2 separate regions of the Sus scrofa genome follow, and region 2 is linked to region 1. A link is a contact called in public HiChIP or PLAC-seq data. All regions are on one chromosome and are shown on one strand. Each heading gives the region's core, a stretch centred on a gene start, on an enhancer-like site or on the middle of the called end of the contact. The rest is flanking DNA. Distances are from core to core; before and after follow the strand shown. Region 1 overlaps FTO (fat mass and obesity associated). Region 2 overlaps FTO (fat mass and obesity associated).

The links. HiChIP or PLAC-seq counts read pairs in DNA pulled down with a chosen protein or histone mark.
Region 2: an H3K27ac HiChIP or PLAC-seq map of skeletal muscle shows a contact between it and region 1, with 5 times the contacts expected there. The contact joins two enhancer-like sites. A contact is called at or near these places in 5 of 47 Hi-C or Micro-C datasets (embryonic fibroblasts, epiblast stem cells, fetal heart ventricle and 1 more) and 1 of 2 datasets of contacts at active chromatin or transcription factors (skeletal muscle).

The regions. Positions count from the first base shown.
Region 1 is chr6:31,329,582-31,333,422 of Sscrofa11.1, reverse strand. The region is part of intron 8 of FTO (fat mass and obesity associated); the gene reads left to right. Among named protein-coding and RNA genes, the nearest start is that of FTO, 230 kb to the left of the region's middle. Within about 2 kb of position 2,007, at least 4 of the 83 cell types and tissues checked have an H3K27ac peak or open chromatin away from gene starts, as enhancers often do. A contact at or near this core is called in skeletal muscle, where this site is marked.
Region 2 is chr6:31,488,358-31,492,198 of Sscrofa11.1, reverse strand. All of the region lies in intron 1 of FTO (fat mass and obesity associated), which reads left to right. Among named protein-coding and RNA genes, the nearest start is that of FTO, 74 kb to the left of the region's middle. Within about 2 kb of position 1,733, at least 9 of the 83 cell types and tissues checked have an H3K27ac peak or open chromatin away from gene starts, as enhancers often do. A contact at or near this core is called in skeletal muscle, where this site is marked.

The DNA of each region.
Region 1 (3,841 bases), core at 758-3,257:
CATTGAGAACTCACTAAGTGCCAGAAAGAGTTTGAAATGCTTTCAGAGGTGAGAAAAGGGAGGCAGAGATGCAGAGTCACTGCCCAAGGTAGCAGAGCTAATAAGCAGTCCAGACGGAATTTGAGCCAAGACAGCCCAGCTCAGACCTCTGCTGTGCGGCCGCAGCCAGAGCAGTAACCAGGCTTTCCCTCGTGGTCCACCACTCACGTGTTCTCGTGGTGCCTGACCTGCGTCTCACGAAGTAAGGGTTAGAGGCCTTCCAGGATCCTTCCTGGTGTGGAGATAGGCGGGCGTGTATCTGTAAATGTTTACTTCCTCTGGTACCTAAACGGGTTTCAGGCTTTTTAAGTGTAGGTGCCTCGGTCTCTCTCTAAGGAAGTAGTTTCCAGCTCATACTTTATAAGTCTCCAACCATAAATCGTTTAAAGGGAAGTGATTACCTTTATAGCTATGTCATCTCCTTTATACTGGTTACAATCTTTCAGAAAGTGGAGGCGTAGGGGCACGGATGAGAACATCAAAGTTTAGCCTCCAAGAATCTGTAAATCCTCTAAAGTGGAGTAATTTCAGAGCCGGGTTAGTCAAGGCTGATTGGAGTAGGTTCCCTTAGGGGAAGCAGGTAGCATTTATCTTCTCTATAATGGGTTAATCACCACTGTACAGTATGTTTATATCTAGGAAACATTTTACCGCACATGAAGAGCAGTAATTTTATTTTATCTCAGGGGTGTCCCCAGTGGATTTTACAAATTTCCTCTGTACTGTATATTCCAGGTTATAGATAAAAGTTTAACTCCGGCTTTCAGTTAGGGAAGTTGGGGGTTGGGGGGGGAGTGATGAGTAGCTCTGTTGGCCTGTAGGGGACACTGTTGCATCATTTATCAGCATGATTTTCAGTCTCTTGTCCCAGGACAAAAAACCAAAACAAACAAACCAAACAACAAAAATAGGTCAATCACCTTAACATCGCTTATTGAAATCATTTAAGTGATTCCAGTATGTTTAGAATATTTAGTGTTTGGGTGCGGCGGGGGGTGGGGTGGGGTGTGTGTGTGGCAGGTATTGATCAGGCTGTTCAGTATCCATGCAGGAAAGGAAGGGTTGAGTGTTTCTTTCCAAGAGGACAATGATTGACGTGGCTTTTCTGATTAGCTTCCTCCCCATCCTCTCTTCTGGACAGGGTGCGACTTTATGGTTTCCTAAACCTGAGGTTAAATGGATCCTCTTGATTTTTTACGAAGAGAGGCCCGCATTAAGTTGGAAGGCTGCCATTCTGTCGTATTCCGAGTGGATAGCCTAACCTTGGGAGGGCGTTTTGGAAGTTCTGATTCCCTTCTTTTCATCCAGATGTTTTTCTTCACCAGAAAGAGATGAGGTTTACTGAGAAAATGAAGTCCTGTCTGGGAGGCAGGCTTGGTTCTGAACCCCGGGGAGCACCCTGCCAGATGCCCAGCCTCCTCCTCTTGGTTGGTCCTGCCTCTCTTCCCAGCCTCTGCATCGGTCCAGGTGCCCCGTGGCCTTGCCAGCAAAATCCCCACCCCGCCCTGGGCAGCTCTGGCCTCTTCCCTACCAGAACAGGGGCCCTGGAAAGCAATTGTAATTAACCCCTGGAAAGCAGAGGGTTTTTGCTAAGGCGGCGTGCACTGTAATGATACTGTTAGCTCTCCCCCTTTCCAGTTTCACCATCAATTATGCCATGTGTTTCATCCAGTTGGTGCTACCCTCCCAGTGTTAATTATAACCTACAAGACTGTTACAGTTAATTTTATGGCAAGCATATTGTCTCTTCAAGGCTCCGGAGCAGCTCATAAATTATCTTGAAGGTAAAATGTAACTTGGGGAACTAGTTATGAAAATTCCATCCATCTCGCTTAGGAGCTGCAGCTGCTACTGTCAGCTGCCTGGCTGCCGCATTGTGAAGGAATTACGGTGGGTCAAGTTTAAGAGGGGAGGCCCAGGCTGTCACGGAGGAGGAAGGCTGTCCTGGCCCTGTCAGACAAGTACCTTCTGCCAATCCCTGGTGGTTTCCCTCTGCAGGCAGGAAGCGGCAAGCCGCACAGGTGGATGGGCCCTAAGCTGTCTGTATTCATTATTTTACAGAAACTTGTGGTAGGTAGGCAGGTCCGGAGACCTTGCCTCTGCTCTGTTGTCATGATATTAGGCATCATCTGCAAAGTGGGAGATGAGAACTCTATAACTGGAGTTACAGGGCTTGGTTCTGGAGACCCCAGGGAGGAGAGGGGCGGAAGTTATCAGGGGCCGGGCCTCCCCGCCCTTCCGTGCTGGTCTTTCCGAGGGACTCCCGTCTGGCAAAAGCCCTTGGCTTCAACAGGCATTTTATTTGCAGTGGCTTTTTCTCGTCTGATAACGTGAGATTGCGCAGCTGCGCCTGCGCGGGACCGTCCTCTTCAAATCGCCTGCTAAATAAATGAGCAGGTTATCTTACCCGGCGTGATCAACACCCTCCCTCTCTGTTTCCTCACACGAAGTAGCAGAAGCTTTACATTGCAGCCCTCGGGGCTTCGGCATTATTATTTTTAATGACTGAACACAAGTCTTTCATTTAGCTTGTTTGTATAGTTACTGTAAATGATCTTTCTGCTGTTGGTTCTTCATTTGAAATTCTGCATGTTCTGCTCGCTTTAAAAGCTTTGAGGGGGCCTCTGAGAATTGGGAGCCGTGTTAAGCGCAGCCTCTTTCCCGCAGCCCTGGAAACGGGCGGTGGCAGAAAAGTCAGAGTGTGGGTGAAAAAAGGACGTGTGCGTGTGAGGAGATCTGAGGGCGAGTTTGAGTGAGGCAAACACACTCAGTGCCGGCTGGGCACAGAGGGGCACCTCTGCTTGGAAGTAAAGCGGGCCTTTCCCGAGCCCGAGATTTCTCTCCCTGTGTACTTTTAGAGCATATTTTGCCAGCCTTTGCACCAAGGGCCGCAAAGACCATCACACCTGGGCTGTGTGACTATGAGGAGACCGAGTTTTTTATTTTGTTGCTTTTTTTTTTTTTTTTTTAAGCTACTGTGATTCTTTTGCTTTACACTGAAGTACCGTTGGTTTACAGGGTTGTTTTAGTTCGGGTGTACAGCAACGTGATCCAGTTATAAATAAATATATTTTTTTTCAGATTCTTTTCCATTAGAGGTTATTGCAAGATCCTGAGTATAGTTTCCCGTGCAGTGTAGTAGATCCCTGTCGGTTATCTACTTTCTATATAGTGGTGTGTTTCTGTTAATCCCAAACTCCTAATTTACACCCTCCCCCCGCCCCCGCCTTTCCCCTTTGGTAACCATAAATTTGTTTTCTATGTCTGTGAGTCTATTTCTGTTTCATAAATGAGTTAGTTCATTTATATCTTTTTTTTGTTGTTGTTTTTGGTCTTTTTGCTATTTCTTGGGCCACTCCTACAGCATATGGAGGTTCCCAGGCTAGGGGTCAAATCGGAGCTGTAGCCACTGGCCTACGCCGGAGCCACAGCAATGCGGGATCTGAGCTGCATCTGCAACCTACACCACAGCTCACGGCAATGCCGGATCGTTAACCCACGGAGCAAGGGCAGGGACCGAACCCGCAACCTCATGGTTCCTAGTCGGATTCGTTAACCACTGCGCCACAACGGGAACTCTACATCATATATTTTTTAGACTCCACATAGTGCTATCATGTGGTATTTGTCTTTCTCTCTCTGACTTACTTCACTTAGTATGAGACTTTCTAGGTCCATCTGTGTTGCTGCCAATGGCGTTATTTTGTTCTCTTCTATGCCAGAGTAGTATTCAACTGTGTATATATGTACCTTCTCTTTGTCCATTCATCTGTTGATGGATGCTTAGGTTGCTTCCCTGTCT
Region 2 (3,841 bases), core at 484-2,983, 160 kb before region 1:
TGGTGACTCCTAGTGCACTTTGGTGCTACTGACTTGATTTGGGCCAAGGTACCTGCGGTTTCACCTGCCATTCTTTTAAGCCATCAGTGCAAATGTCAACAGAGTGAAAAAAGCAAATGATAGCATTATTATGAAAATAGTATTACTGATCTTGAAGATCCTTGGTGAAACCACAGCACTAGAACAATGAGGAAGACCTGAATGGTTAAAAATCCAAAGACTGGAATAAGAGTTTCATTGGTTTTAGCTTCACGGGTAATTTCCTCTTCACGCTGGAACTGCCTGAGTGAGGCCGTGGAGAGAAGGACATTTCTCTCCTATTCTGGGCTTGTCTCAACCGAGGGTCTGATTCCTGGGGCTTGAGTTATTTTTTTATCTTTTCTTTTGGTTGTGTTGTTGCAGTTATATTGAGTTTAAGAAGCACAAGGAGATTCTCTGTCAGCTTTGGGTGATTATTAGTGTGTAACAGATCAATTGGCTTTTTTTGTTGTTAGAAAAAAATGTATGATAAGTGCTGTTTTTGAGAGGATTGAGGTCACCATAGGACCGTTTGTTTGGGACATTTTTGAGGAAAGCCTTCTCTAAAAAGAACCTATTTGGTGGGTTCTTGTTGTGGCTCAGTGGATTATGAACCCAACTAGTGTCTAAGAGGACACAGGTTTGATCCCTGGCCCTGTTCAGTGGATTAAGGATCCGGCATTGCTGTGAGCTGTAGTGCAGGTCACAGGCATGACTTGGACCTGGCATTGCTGTGGCTGTTGCTGTGGCCGGCAGTTGTAGCTCCGATTTGACCCCTGGCCTGGGAACTTCTTTGTGCCTCAGGTGTGGCCCTAAGAAGAAACCTGTGAAAAATTATTTCAGTTGGTTTCATTGATGAACTTAGGAGCTTCTGATTGTTTTATTTTGGTAGCTTGTTTGCTTCTTTCTTTTTTCAATACTTGGCAGATAATCTTCCTTCTGCGTCTTGAGTCGCTATCAGGCCATCAGATCTCCCCAACAGCATCGTCCCATGGTCCCATCGAACCTGCACTTGAGACCGCAATGAACCGATCCTGTAATAGAAGAATCCCAATTTTCTAGTTTCTGCCCCCCCCCCCCCCCGCCTTTCTTTCTTGTTTTAAACGTCTTGGGTGGTTGGGGCACATTATTGAAACAATTATTACATTTACCCAAGAGTTTGTCTTTTCTATTAAAAAAAAAAAATTCCATCTAAGTGCCTCACGGTGAAGAGGAGGAGATTGTGTAACCGGAGTCTCCTCTTAACTGGTCTTTATTGTTGAAGAAGACTGGTCCCTTTGTGTTCCGGCTTGGCACACAGAAACGGGTTTAATTTAACAGTCCAGCTCCTTTAATAGATCAATTCTCCATTGTGTTTTGAACCTGGTGCCTTCCCAGTGTCTCTCTGAAGCACTGGGCTTCTTTGGAGGAACTGGGGCGGGGGGCGTCAGAGAGGCTTAGTCATGTGGGCTATGATTTATAGTTTTATCCCAAGCCTCTTATTCAGTACTGCTGGACGGGGATGGCAGGGAACATTTGCACGTGCCTGCTGCGTGCCGGATATGCCACCAGGTGTTTGGCCATCCTCGTCCAATCCTCGTGTCTCCTCTCTAACACCTCCTGACCTTTGCACTTTTCCCCACCTCTGTTACGACCACCATGCGCCAAGGCATCGTCTCTCTCTTGCCTGGACTTCTGCGCCCCCACACTGGTCTCCCTGCATCAGCTTTGCACAGCCCCCTCCTCCTCATAATCCATTCTCCACACGTCAGTTGGACTCAGACTTTAAAAATAGAAAGCAGATTGAATCACCTCTCCACTTAAAGTCTTTCAGCGACTCTGCATCGCACACACAGAGTAAAATCCTTGTGCCCTGGAGTTCCCATTGAGGCTCAGTGGGTTAAGGACCCAGCTTAGTGCCTATGAAGATGCAGGTTCGAGCCCTGCTCTTGCTCAGTGGGTTGAAGATCTGGCGTTGCCACAAGCTGTGGGGTAGGTCACCGAGGCAGCTCAGATCTGGTGTTACTGTGGCTGTGGTGTAGGCCTCAGCTTGTGGCTCCAATTCGACCCCTAGCCTGGGAACTTCCATATGCTGCAGGTGTGGCTGTAAAAAGAAAAAGGAAAAGAAAAAAAAAAATTATTGTGCTCTGGCCAGCAGGCCCTGAAGGATCTGGCTTCTGCCTGTATCTGGAAACTCATCTAATGTACTTCCCTAAACTTGTCCACTGTGCTCAGACCAGCTGGCCTTCTTTCTGTCCCTGGAAGCCACCAGCCTGATTCTTCCTCAGGGCCTTTGTACCAGCTATTCTTCCTGCTTGGAACACTCTCTTTAGATCTTTACCCTGGGAATGGCTTTTTCTTGTAATTTTAGTCCTGCCTAAAATGACACCTGCTCAGTGTAGCTTCCCCGACCAACCAAGCTATAGCAATCTCCCTCTGTTGTGTCATTCTTTTTTTTTTTTTTTTTTTTTTTTTTTTTTTGCTTTTTAGGGCCTCACCCACAACATATGGAAATTCCCAGACTAGGGGTCGAATTGGAGCTACAGTTGCTGGCCTACGCCATAGCCACAGCCACACAGGATCTGACCTGGGTCTCCAACCCACAGCTCACAGCAGTGCCGGATCCCCAACCCACTGAGTGAGGCCAGGGATCGAACCTGCATCCTCATGGATACTGATCGGATTTGTTTCCGCTGCACTGAAAAGGGAACTCTTGTATCATTCATTTTGTTTTTGTTAATTTACTTGGTGCAGTTGTAGGGTGAGGTTCTGCTGTCAGATTGTCTGGGTTTCAATCTTGGTTGGCCCTGCCACTTACTGGCTGTGTGACTTTGAGCACATTACTTAACCTTTTGGGTCTTTAGTTTTCTGCTCTATAAAATGGTTATAATGACCTTAGTTTCCTTCATTATGAGAATTAAGTCAATAGTATGAGATAATCATAATAGTTTCTGGCATATTGTATATGCTTCTGAGCCATTAGCTATATTTTATCTTATGTTACTTTACCTTATTTTGTTTTATCTTTTTATTTTCCTTTTTGTGGCCATACCTGTGGCATATTGAAGTTCCCGGGCTAGGGACTGAATTGGAGCCGTAGCTCCAGGCCTACGCCACAGCCACAGCCACACCCCATCCCTGGCCCAATGAGCGAGGCCAGGATTGAACCCACATCCTCGATGGATATCATGTCGGGTTCTTAACCTGCTGAGCCACAAGAGAAACTCCAGATATTATTTTCATGCGATTAGTGTTATTAAAATGATTTTTTTATTTTCTGATTTATCTATTGGGCCATTTGTTTCTTCTACCTAGAATATAAGCCTTATGAAGGAAGGAAGCTTAGCTGTTACATTCACCAATGTACCCCTAGAGCCGAGAACAGCAAAGGAGGCACTCACCAAAAATTCATTGATTATTGGAATCTGAAACATCACTGTCCCTCTTTTAGAAAGTGTATAGTCAGGGTTCTGACAGGGAAAGTAACTTACCCGGGGTTATACAGTCACTGAATAGCAGTCCTAGGATTTAGACTGGATCCTGATTCCAAAGACTGTGTTCTGTCCATTACACCACAATATGTGTTTATCTTTTAACTCAAAATTCTGTCATGTTTGATGCATAATTTGGGGGTTGCCGTTTTTATATAAATCCCACTATGACTCATGAAATGGAAACAACCATTTGTGTGAATACGAGGGGTCAAGGCCAAGAATTAAAACCAGAGGGAAGTTCACAAAGTGGAAGGTATGCAAACCCACTGAAATCTAGGGGTGGAAAAAAGTTACCCAACTCCGGCCTTGGGAATGTGTAGGACAGCAACTTTGGTCTTGGGCTGCCTGAA